2 separate regions of the Mus musculus genome follow, and region 1 is linked to region 2. The links are chromatin contacts, called in public promoter capture Hi-C maps. All regions are on one chromosome and are shown on one strand. The core of a region is the stretch at or near the end of the contact, and the rest is flanking DNA. Distances in the headings are between cores, read along the strand shown. Region 1 holds the start of Speg (SPEG complex locus). Region 2 holds the start of Ihh (Indian hedgehog).

What was found. Capture Hi-C pulls out chosen DNA fragments and counts their contacts.
Region 1: a promoter capture Hi-C map of liver shows a contact between it and region 2, with 2.0 times the contacts expected there. The contact joins the promoter of Speg here to the promoter of Ihh in region 2. A contact is called at or near these places in 5 of 39 promoter capture datasets (HPC-7-derived erythroid cells, cranial neural crest, embryonic stem cells and 1 more), 3 of 484 Hi-C or Micro-C datasets (all in embryonic stem cells), 1 of 115 datasets of contacts at active chromatin or transcription factors (embryonic stem cells) and 2 of 9 other capture datasets (adipose tissue and liver).

The regions. Positions count from the first base shown.
Region 1 is chr1:75,373,519-75,379,600 of GRCm38.p6, forward strand. It overlaps Speg (SPEG complex locus), which reads left to right and starts at 1,779. Exons shown (of 41, transcript NM_007463.4): 1 at 1,779-2,315. The coding sequence starts at 1,922. It overlaps Gm15179 (predicted gene 15179), which reads right to left and starts at 1,497. Exons shown (of 4, transcript NR_037976.1): 1 at 1,369-1,497.
Region 2 is chr1:74,947,879-74,953,895 of GRCm38.p6, forward strand. It overlaps Ihh (Indian hedgehog), which reads right to left and starts at 3,794. Exons shown (of 3, transcript NM_010544.3): 1 at 3,022-3,794; 2 at 426-687. The coding sequence starts at 3,336.

The DNA.
Region 1 (6,082 bases), core at 529-3,028, 420 kb after region 2:
TCATGCATTTGTCAAAAACCGGAGGCCTGCACATCACAAAGAGTCAGCTTTAATGTATGCAAACTACATGAAAAGACATCCCCTAAGGCTCTTAATCTTTATGGACATAATTCAGTGTTTAAATTGTTTCTTCTGTACTGTGCACCTGGGAATGCATGCCCATGCTCTCAAGCACACACACACACACACACACACACACACACACACACACACACACACACACACACGCATGCACATTTTGACTTAAGTATCCCAGAATGAATGTGGTTCTTTTATTTAACCAACCAAAAAAAAAAAAAAAAATCAAGAATACTCTCTTCATCTCTGAATGACCCTGGCTTTCAGCCTTTCCTAATGTTTATCCCTTAGCTCAAGGTCAGTTCTAGATCTGTAAAGGTGTGTGTGTGTGTGTGTGTGTGTGTGTGTGTGTGTGTGTGTGTGTGCAAATGGAACTGATGACCTCAGGAATCCTATGAAAGTCCCTTGAAATGTAAATTCATATTCTGTATATGCAGTTGTCAGATATAACAAAGAAGAGATAGATAGATCCTGTGGTCATTTCCCAGTGGTGACATCTTGTATGACTACTAAGAAAGTGACTTTGGGATGGAATATCCAGATCATCAGATTTAACAGTTTTATATGCATTCATGTGCCTGTGTGTACATGCGTGCTTGTGTGTGCGTGTGTGTGTGTGTGTGTGTGTGTGCGCGCGTGCGCATGTGTGTGTGTGCGTGTGTGTGTGTGTGTGTCCATCCCCCAGGGACTTCTCTCTACGGGAAAGAAGAGCTTCTGCGCTATCATCCAAGAAGTCTGTGTGGGTCCCTGGCTGACCTTTGACCTCCAACCTTCACGTGCAAAGCCTCTGTCACCTTGATTCTTTCCCTGCCTTTCCCTGTTGATCTGTCCTTCAGAGTGAGCACAGCTGAGAAAAGTGGGCACCTGGGAAGACGGTGAGGGACTGCAACCTATGTCGAGTGGCCTGGACACCCCTGCATTTACCCCATGTGTGTGTATCCAACCTCCACAAGTTGGGCAAAGAAATCCCCCAGGCTTGAAATCAGGCACAGCGCTCCCTGCCTGGAGAATGGAATCCTCACCAACCCAACCTGTTGTCCTCATTCACACTTCAAGCCTTCCAAACCCCTCTTTTACCGCGTTGTCCTCATGCCATCCGTGTCTCCCCTTGAGGCTATTATTGCTGATTGCAATCCTAGCCAACTTCCCTTTCTATAGGTGAAGGCAAATTGAGAGAGGGTTAGGGGTCACCTGGCTGGTGAAGGTAGTAGGGTGGTGGTGTAGTGAGCACAGGACCTGCTGGGAGCTGAAAATCCACCAGAACTCCAGGCTTTGGGTCTTGGTGCTTACCAGCTGTTACGGAGGTGCTGGGAGAGGCCATTGGTCCGGTCTGCTCACCTCCACTGGGGCCTGTCTCTCCATGTGCCTCTCATCTCTGGACCTTTCCTCTTCCTCTCCAACCAGCCTAGTGAGACTAGGGCGCTGGGGCCCGAAGAAAGGAAGCGGGCCTAAGCCCAGGGGTAATTCGACTCCCCCAGATTTCACAAGCTGGGGGCGGGGAAGGGGGCGACACACCGTGGGGGAGGAGATTCTTTTAGGCCAGCTCTGGCGATGGGGGCACTGGGAGAGAGAGGAGCCACATGGAGTCCAAATCCCCTCCTCTGCTGCCCCCTCCCTCCACTGCTCATTCGCAACCCGAGCCGGGGGCCCTAAAAATAGTCCCTGAGGCGCAATCGCCGGCCGCCCTGGTGACCTTCTGCACAGGCCGAAAGCGGGCGGGCAGCAGGAAGGCCGGCCGCCGGCCCCATAGGACTCATCTCTTAAGGCACCATACCCCCTAGGGCGTCCCCCTGGCCTCCCAATTCTAGCGTCCCCTGCCCCTCTAGTCCAGCTCGCAGAGGCCATGCAGAAAGCCCGGGGCACGCGAGGCGAGGACGCCGGCACGAGGGCACCTCCTAGCCCCGGGGTGCCCCCGAAGAGAGCCAAGGTGGGGGCCGGCAGAGGGGTCCTCGTCACCGGGGATGGGGCCGGGGCGCCGGTCTTCCTGCGGCCCCTGAAGAACGCGGCGGTGTGTGCGGGCAGTGATGTAAGGCTGCGGGTAGTAGTGAGCGGGACACCCCAGCCTAGCCTCAGCTGGTTCCGGGATGGGCAGCTCCTGCCTCCACCGGCCCCAGAGCCCAGCTGCCTGTGGCTGCGGAGCTGCGGGGCTCAGGACGCCGGCGTGTACAGCTGCAGCGCCCAGAATGAGCGGGGCCAGGCCTCCTGTGAGGCAGTGCTCACAGTGCTGGAGGTCAGAGGTAATGCGGAGGTGGGGCCTACCTGGCAGGGCTGGGGTCACAAGGGGTAGAGACAGCTGCCCAGGCCATGCGATGCAGGTTGCAGTCCCTCACCATCTTCCCAGGTGTCCCGTTTTCCCTGATGGGCCCCTTCTGAAGGGCAGATCAACAGGGAAAGGCAGGAGAGTGTATCAAGGTAGATAGAGATGCTTCTCATAAGAAGGTCAGAGGTCAACGGTCAGCAGTTGGTGGGTCTAGCCTGAGACCCACACAGACCTCTCGGTCAATAGTGCAAAAACTCTCCTAATCCAATAGAGAGAAACCTTCTGGAGAGAAATGCCCTCGTCTGCTCCAGTGACAGACTTGAGACCTGGTGACCAGCCCCTCTCAGTATGTGTGTGTGTTGTCTTAAAGACAGGCCAGTTCTCCTGTTCCAGACCATGTGGGAGGAGATGGCTATGGCTAGACCTTCTCTCTTCATGATCAACACTGGGACAAGAATGGTGTGGTCAGAACTAGGCAAAGCAGAAGGGGTCAGATGTGTATGAGCAGGACCCAGATGTGAGAAGTGGCTGTTTGAGAATCCGTGTGTGTGTGTGTGTGTGTGTGTGTGTGTGTGTGTGTGTGTGTGTGTGTGTGTGTTTGAGGCATTCTGAGTTGTGGGAGGCTCTGGACTCTCATGGGGTTAATACAAACACACAGCCCTAGGGTAGATGTGGCTAGTGTTGAAAGCCTGTGAATCATGTATCTCTATTGAGGTTTCCATATGAGTGTTCAGAGGACACGGAAGGGGGATGCTTTGGGCTGGTGCCTTGGCTCTTGGGAAGATGGGATTCTAGGCTGATAGACTGAGGCAGAAGAGGAGGAGCAGGAGCCTCGGTCTTGTAGTTGGTCCTGTTGGAGCTGGTGGGGATGTCAGACCAGCTAGATTGTCCTGGGGTCAATGTGGGGGTTTTGTTCAGTTTCTGAGCCAAACGGTTCTCTAAACTAAAAACAGTCTTGGACCTACCAAACTTTGAAAAAAATGGAACTCTGAGGGAGTAGGTTTCATTTAGGGGAGATGGCAAAGGGCTAGGGGGTAGGGGGGCTGTTTTGATCATTTTCTTTTTCTTTTAAATTTATTTTTATTTATATTATACTGTAGCTGTCTTCAGACACTCACCAGAAGAGTGCATCAGATGGTTGTGAGCCACCATGTGGTTGCTGGGAATTGAACTCAGGACCCCTGGAAGAGCAGTCAGTGCTCTTAACTGACTGAGCCATCTCTCCAGCCCTTGGTCATTTTCTAGAGAGACATCTCATTCCATTCCATGGTACAATATAAGGGTCAATCTTTGAGATCTGGGGAGGAAGTCCAGGGATAAAAGACCTTGGCAGGTGGAGGGGAATGAAGGTTGCGTTGGAATGCAATAGGAGATGGAAGGGGGGCATTGTCTCTATCAGTGTCTTCTCTCCCCAGCGTCACCCTGCCCATTTCCTACAGTCTTCTTGTGGTCCCAGAGCTCAGGCCTGGCCTACAGATGACCCAGGGCAGCTTCCAATTGGCCTAGAAGCAGTCAGTACAGACGACTTTAACCTGGCCCAGGGGCTGGGTCAGGTTCTGGAAAAATTCTGAGCTTTCTGAGCTGAAGAAGCAGATTCTCGTAGCTTTTCATCTCTCTGTAGTCTGTAGTAAAAGAAGCTGAAAACGAACTATAACTTAAAGATTAAGGTAGATAAGAAGAATACAATTGAGAGGAAAGAGAGATGAGGTCAGGAAAGGAAGGGACAGTGGAAGAAAATGGTGGACATGGTGCTTGTTAGCTGTTGGACAGGTCCACTGAGACCCGAAGCTCCAAATGCTTCCTTGTCCAGGTGAGAACAGTGCGGACCAGAGAGGAGGAAGGTCTGCCTGAGGTAAGGGATGGTTATGGCCTGTCAGGACTGAGCATCTTGTTTGGTTGGTGATCTTGGGCTTTTCTACTGCTCAAGATGTTCTAAGAGAGGGAGAGATGGAGGGAGGGAAGGAGAGGAGTGGGGTCATAGAATTAGCTACTAGTGACTTGGCCTGACTTGTCCTCTGTGGAGATTCAGGCAGCCCCTCAGACCCCCAGCAAGGCTGTTTCCGTGCTGCTTTTGATCAGGGTGGCATAGCTAGGCATAGCTAGGCATAGCTAAGCATGGACTGGCTACACCTGGACACAGGGGTACAGTCTCCTGGCTGGGGCCGTTTTGGTGAACATCAGGGGTGAAGGGCTCAGAGTGAAGAGACCTCGAGTGCTGTGGGGCTGGGTTTCAAGTCTCTGACATTCACCTTAGACAGGAAGAGAGAAACGGGCTGAGGCATGTCTCCTTTGAGAACATGTCCGACTGTACAGCTACCAGGTTGCAGAAGAGTTCTGCCACGGGGTGAGGGGTGGCTTTGGTGATGATGGAGAGTTAACTAGAGGAGTCTGTCTTCTGCCCCTTCTATTGCCCATCCCTCCTGTCCCTGCTCAGTGACAGCTCTGGGTCCAGGGAAGCTGAGCCAATAGCTCAGCATTGCTCAGACTTCATAGAAAACACTCTTGTTTGGAATCAACAGCACAAAGATGCAAAGAACTCGAGGAAGCCAAAGAGGACCTGGCTCCAGACGGAAGGAGCAGTTTCCTGGCCATGAATGCTTTCTGGCTGGGAGAGACAGGGTGATCTGAAGGTTCCTGGCACTTTAGAAGCTTGGGATGTGAGTTCAGGATGGAAGTGTATTAGCAGGACACTGGAAAACAAGCCTGCTGCTGGATGGGAGGTTTGTCAGATGGGAAAACTCAGGTGATGAAGGTAAAGGGTTTAGGGCATTGGAATGGAAAATAAAGGAGGAAAAATGGCAGAAATTCCGGATGCTAGTAAAATCCTTCAATGTGCTACCTTGTTTAATGGTTTAATCTTCCAGATTTCCTGATTATTGTTTGGATTTTACTAATATATAAGACAGCTGGGATTCTTGCCCAAGACTGAATGGCTTCTAAGTGAGGTAGCAGAGCTAGGTCTGGAAAGCTGGGTCTCTGAGTCTGGGTCCTCATTGCCTGTCCACAGAGAAAGGTGCAGGAAGAGTAAGCCGAGAGCTTCTCATTCCCACCTTTCTCCTGTCAATATCCCAGTCCTCCCCCGCCTGCCTCTAACATCCTCTCTGGGCATCTCTTTGGAAGCATCTGGTCCCCATCCTTACATGGTTCCTCGGCAAGTGACCAGAACAAGTCACTCTCTCAGATCATAGAGCATGTGTGGCTTAAGAGGAGGTAATGGGTACGGGGCCGCAGGGGAGGCTGGTGTGTATTAGTTGAAGCTTCACAGCCAGGACCTAGAGAGTGTTTATCAGAAAGGCCAACATTCGACAGATGGCAATGAACCACCCTGGCTACTTGAAGGCATGGAAGGGAGAGGTTAGAATTAGAAAGGAAGACAGTTTAAGCCTGGAGAGAAGAATACACTAGGACCTTCAGGAAACACTGTTCTATAGTTATCATCCTTCCCACCTGGACTTGGAATGTCTGTAGAAAAAGCCATGAGAAACTACTGTGGAATTGGAAATGGGAACAGAGTGTCATCGGCCATGTGTGCATAGCACAGCGAGTGCCAATCAAAGACAGGAGGAGGGGCTAGAGTGGAACCATAGAGGAACCCTGGGAGGGACAAGAGAGGAGCAGAGAGGCCTCCCTTACTTTGCTGATCAGAGCAAGGCCTCCTTGAAGATCTGGGCAGAAGGGGGGATAGTTGCTTCTCCAACAGTTTCTTGGGAACAAGGTGGGGCAGAACAGAGGAGGAGGAAAGGG
Region 2 (6,017 bases), core at 2,544-5,043:
GATGTCTAGACACACTCTGGCCCCTAGCCCCATCATGCCTTGTTCTGCATGGGCCTGGATCGGGGACAGTGGTGCCTGCCAACCTGGCTTCCTTCATCTCTTCAACTTGTTCTGTCTTGCACTTCCTGTGGCAGTCTCTGGGCTGTGGACCACCAGGTCAGCACTCAGTGGTTCGGGAAATAGGCCCTGTCTCTCTAGGCTCCTGCCGGGACACTACCGGACATGGGAGGAGCAAGCAGTCCAAAGCAGCTGCAGGGAGCGCTGCCGCCGCCGCCGCCGCCGCCGCCTCGGAAATCCTCTTCCCTCGGGTCCCCGCCTCCATCCCCCGGAGGCCATCTTCTCCTTGGCCCTAGCGGGCTTTGCGCTGCCTGCCCACTCCCTGCGGCCCCGGCCCCGGGCCCAGCCCCCCGGCAGCAGCGGCTCACCAGACTTGACAGAGCAATGCACGTGGGCCTTGGACTCGTAATACACCCAGTCGAAGCCGGCCTCCACTGCTAAGCGCGCCAGCAGTCCATACTTATTTCGGTCACGGTCTGAGGTGGTGATATCCACCGCGCGGCCCTCATAGTGTAAAGACTCCTCTGAGTGATGGCCATCTTCATCCCAGCCTTCGGTCACCCGCAGTTTCACACCAGGCCACTGGTTCATGACAGAGATGGCCAGTGAGTTCAGACGGTCCTTGCAGCGCTGTGGAGGGGAACGAAGTTCGAAGTTAGGGAAAGGAAGCCACCCGGTGGGGAGCAGGTGACAGAAGATTCGACAGCACTCATGGGACTTGGAAAACTTGGAAGGACCTCTGCCCTTTTCCCTTAGGAGTAGAGGACTCTAAATGTGTTCTCCCAGTCTAGCAGCTTTGAGTCCCCAGGGACCTAGGCCACACAGTGGCGCCACGGATCTGGAGGACGCATGGAGTCATGAACTCTCAGGGGACTCTTCTCCAGTCTGTGGAGATCCACTTGGCTCCCTGTCACTTGCTTGGCGTTTGGATTCGCCACAAGGGTAGCTATGCTTTTCCAGGGCCCGGTTGCTCGGTTTTACCTAGGCATCAAGGTGGGTTGTCTGTCACGAGGGAGGAAATTTTAACAGCCTGCGGGCTGGCCTGCTGGGCATGCAAGGCCAAAGGTGCCCAGTAGGTGTCACCGCAGCCTCAGAGCTGAGGCCACCAGACACCGAGCCCTGCCAGTACGGCAGGTGCAGACCCAACAGCGGCCCGGATCTGGGGGTGGGGGTGAGGGTTGGTAGAAATTTCTAGTTCTTCTTAGATTCCGCCAGCAAGTGACACGAAACGTTCCCGTTGGAACCTTCTTTTGAACCCACACCTGCCTATGCTTAGCTGGAGACACCTCAGGCAGAGAGCCAGTCCCCCTCCTCTCTGACTTGGACACAGGGAGACCCCCTAGAAGGGACCTGTAAACTCTCCCACCTCCACCAGGGTGTAGTGTCCCTATTTAGGAAAGGATGGAGAAATAACCGAGCCTATGATCTCAAGAAACTGGCCCTGAATCCTTGGATCTTCCTTGAACAGCGACACCCTAGGGGGATCATCAGTGGCTGCCTATTCATGAATCCCTGTCCTTTGCCCAAGGGACCGTGCACTTGACTGAAGGAAGGGGGTGGAGTTTCCACCTACGAGGAAGGAGCCCTCCACTAGTCTTTAACACCTAGGTAAGGTGTGAGATCCCGCCAAGTATCTATCAACCTACCTCTGCCCCCACAGAGCCTAGGCCCTTACAGACCCTTGGACTTAACCTCAAGAGCCAACAGTGACTAAATCCATACTGTGCAGCCTGGCTTGAGGGTGCTCACTGCCCTCACCCCCACCGCCCGGGGGTGTAGCTCGGTTCTGGTAGCTCCTTCTAGATCCCTGTGATCGAGTTCTTAAACCTCACTAGCCAGCTGCCGCCTGACTCTTCCCCTCTACCCCCTCCTTCGGGTACAGAGCCTGGGCCCTCGCTGTCAATGATTGCCCAGCCTGTGGCCCGGATCCTTATCTGCATTCCTCGGCGCCCAGCCCGGCCCGGCCACCGGCCAACCTTCGGCCCCGACATCGGCCGGCCGGCCCCGGCGCCAGGGCGCATGCTGAAGGCCGTGGTTAAGCTGCTCTTCCTAAAGGCAGTCTTCTAACAGGGGAAGAGCCGATAGACCCTAGCGGAAAGGGGTGTGTATCTTTCCCAAGGCACACCAGACTTCGGAGAAAGAAGTGTGTGTCCTTGATGTCTGGTGGAGTTGGGTCCTGCTCCGTGCATGCAGAGATAAGTTAGTGTCAGCTCTGCTCCCTGCCTTCCTAGGCATCCCTACTCCTATTTCCAATCTTTCTTGTCCGTGCTACCAAGCTCAAGGATTCCCCAAGCTTGGTCTCAGAGCCTGAAGGCTCCAGCACCCCACCCTTTAACCGCAACCGCGCCGCTCAGCCCTCGCGACAGACACGTGGGCTCCCTCGGCTGGTTCCCTTTCCTACCTCTGTCTCCACATTCGACTTTCTTTCCCCTGCTATTCCTTAAGCCCAGAACCAGCCAAGTCGCTGCTCCAGGAGAGGGCAGCGCAGCTAACCAAGGGCACAAGGGAAGGGAAGGCCACGGGGTCCCCGGTGTCCTGAGCTTCTTCGCCTCAGGGATGCCAAACGGCTTCGTAATGACCAGGGCTGGGCTGTGAGAAATGTTAGGCCGAGAGGGATTTCGTGGTTCCCGGAGGCACAAGAGGCAGCCAGGTCCAGGTACCTTCAAGTTCCAGATTTGACCTGAGCTGCCAGCACTCGCGGGCAGAGGGGCCGCCCGCCAACCTGCGGGGCTTGGCAGCGGCAGAAAGCTCCTCTCAAAGACACCGGGCGGGATCCCGGATGCTAACACTCCCGCGGGGTTCCTTGGCCAGCCCATCTTGGGCAGAAAGACACCCGGGATTCACAAGAAGGGCAGGTGCCAGGGGGCGTGCCAGGCAGTCGAGAAAAAAGGTGCTAGAAGAGAGGATAGGGCCGGGCAGGTGGCGATGCTTCGATGGCGCGCTGGGAGGACCGATCGCGCTCACCTGGGTCATGAGGCGGTCGGCACCCGTGTTCTCCTCGTCCTTGAAGATGATGTCGGGATTGTAGTTGGGGGTGAGCTCTTTGAAGCGCTCAGAGCTGCGCGCGATCTTGCCTTCGTAGCGCCCGCTGGCGCCCAGGGTCTTCTCCGGCACGTTGGGGCTGAACTGCTTGTAGGCAAGAGGCACGAGCTTGCGAGGCGGCCTCCGGCGGCTGCCCACCACCCGGCCCGGCCCGCAGCCCCGCGCCGCCGGCACCAGAAGCAGCAGCAGCAGGAACAGACAGAACCGCAGTCGGGGCCGGAGCCAGGCGGGAGACATGGCCGGGTAGCCCGGGAGAGCAGCGGGCGAGGGCGCCTGGTGGGCTGATAGGTGGGCGCGTGGCTGGGACAGCTTCGGGGACTCAGGCGTCTGGGTGGCTCTTGGGGACTCCATGCGGGGGCGCCATGGGCAGCGCGACGCGGCTCAAGGCCGACGGGACTCAGGTGCGGGGCGGGGGCCCGGGGCCCTGGCTGGTGGCGGCGTGCTGTCCCCCTCGGCGCCTCGACTCTGAGCTGCCCGGCTCGCCGGCCGCCAATAAATAGGCCGGCCCGTTTGTTTTGGCAACGCGGCGACGGCGGGGGGCGGCGGGCGGCGGGGCTGAGGGCCGGCGGGCTGGGCTGGGCTGGCCCGGCCGGCGGACTGAAGGGACCCGCGGTTAGCACCCCGGCCCGGCGGTCAGGCGGCTCGGGCAGAGCGGGAGCTGCTGCCGTCTGCGGCGCAGCCCGGGGTCGAGTGAGAGGGGAAATGGAAGAGATCCGGGCTCGGGACCCGCGCAGACCGCACCCTATCCATGTCCCTGCCTCCTGCGCGCTCGACAGCGAACCTGCAGCAAGGGCAGCACAGCCTCCTCCCCCTCCGGCGGGCGGCCCCAAGGCTAGCCAGCCCTGTCCCGCGCGCTCCTCAGCCGCGCGTCCACCCGCCCGCTGCCCTTTGCGCCCCCTGCGCTGCCTGCGATTGTCCTCCTGACGGGCCTCACCCCACCCTGGTCTCTCCTTCCCGTTCCTTGCGGCTCCTGGGAGCCCCACCAGGCGCAAATCTCCTGGACAGGAGATGCCACCCCCACGGAGACCGCAACCCACGTCGCAGCCGGACGCAAGAGGGGGGTAGTGGCCGGACCGCACAACCGCCTACGGTGTCCCCTGCGGAGAAGCAAACCCGAAAGCTGGAGGTCATTCATAACCTGGTGCCCCACCCTGGCCCTGGCAACATTCCCTTTCTCAGCTTGGAGGAGCAGGGTTCTGTATTGACCTGGTGCACAGCTGGGGACCCTATACTGCCCAGTACAGAACTAGGGGATGCGGGTGGAGGCAATGTAGCCTTGTCAGGAGTCAAATAGGACTGGAAACACTGTTAAAAACAAGGGAGAAAGGCCATACAGAATAACAGCCTGAAGTGGGGACATCCACAGAGAGGGAAGAGCACTGAGCGTGCTGCATAAACAACAAACAAACAAACAAGCAAACAAACAAACGGATCCCAATCCACCTGCAGACGGGCACTGCCTGGGAATCACTCGCTCCTCCTCGTCCTACTTCAGAAGTGTTAGAAGCCACGGACTCTGCAGAGACTGCCCGGGAAGCGAATGAGGGTTGTGCACTTTAATAGAACATCCAGGAAGGCAGATGAATTATAATCTATACTGCCCAAACCAGAAGACGCAAGTGTGTTAACGGGCACAGATCACCACCACAATGTCAAATCTTGTGCTGTTTGCGACGGGTTCCACAAATTTAATAAAGTTATAATTAGAAAGCTCAATCTTCCTCCCTCACCCTCACCCTCAACCCCTTCCTTTCTTTACAGATGGAGTCTCTCACCTACGGAGTCCAGGCTAGCCTTGAGCTCTGGATTCTCTTGCTTCCATTTCCGGAGTGCTGGGATGGCAGGGGAGTAGTACCACCATGCTAGACATGCTAGAGAAATCATGATGCTACACACACACACACACACACACACACACACGTGCGCGTGCACCTTCCTCTACCAAAGGAAACCGTGATGATCTATATTTGAAGTTCAAGTCATTTGTTTTGCTCATGTATTTGAAAGAGGCTCTCAGGTAGCCAGGCTGATCCCTTGCCACAGAGTTGAGGATGGCCTTGAGCTACTGGCCTTCCTAACTCTGCTTCTCACGTGCAGGGTTTACGCGCACTTACAAGGTGCCACTACTGCCTTGCTCGGGATTCAGATCTCAAAGCACCATTGTGTCCTGAGAAAAAGATAGCTTTGGAGTATAGACATTCTCCAGCCTCTCACCTCTACCTCTTAGACAAAGTCTCACTATGTAGCCCTGGATGGCCTGGAATGATGTCTGCTAGGAACACAGGGATATTCCACCAAATGAAACTCCCAAGTCTTTGGGCTCAATTTCTAGATGTAGCCTAGCATGTAAAGTAATCTCAGGGTTATTTTTCAGAGCTTGCAATTGTAAAAAATTGGTAAAAGAAAAAAAACGAGAGAAATAATTGTTGGGCATGAAAGCATGTATTTCAGACATAAACAGGTACCTAGCATGTGTGAGGACCTGGGTTCAATCCTCAGTGTGCTTGTGTATGTGTGTGTGTGTATGTGTGCATGAACACACACACACAGAGCCACTGCCACTACCACCAGCAACCTATGCTCAGAGGAATAAAGAAGTAACTGTGGAAATTTTGCTATTTAGATAAAGCTCCTATTACAAATAGGAGGTTTGCAACAGGTAAACCTCCACAGGGTGCCTCTTGAAGTGCACACATCTTCAGTGCCTGCATCTAAGTGATCAGCCTGGCTGAGAAGGTTTGAGTATTAGAGAAGCCTAAACCCAGCTCAGGAGGCAGCGCTCTGCAGAGGCACACCTGATGCCCAGTGGCAGCTCCACTGCCTAAGGAGCCCTTATTTGACATGTGTCAGATCTTTAGAAACTGACATTCAAAAGGAGAGAATCACAGTTTGAAAGGGGACACAAGGCAAAGCATAAA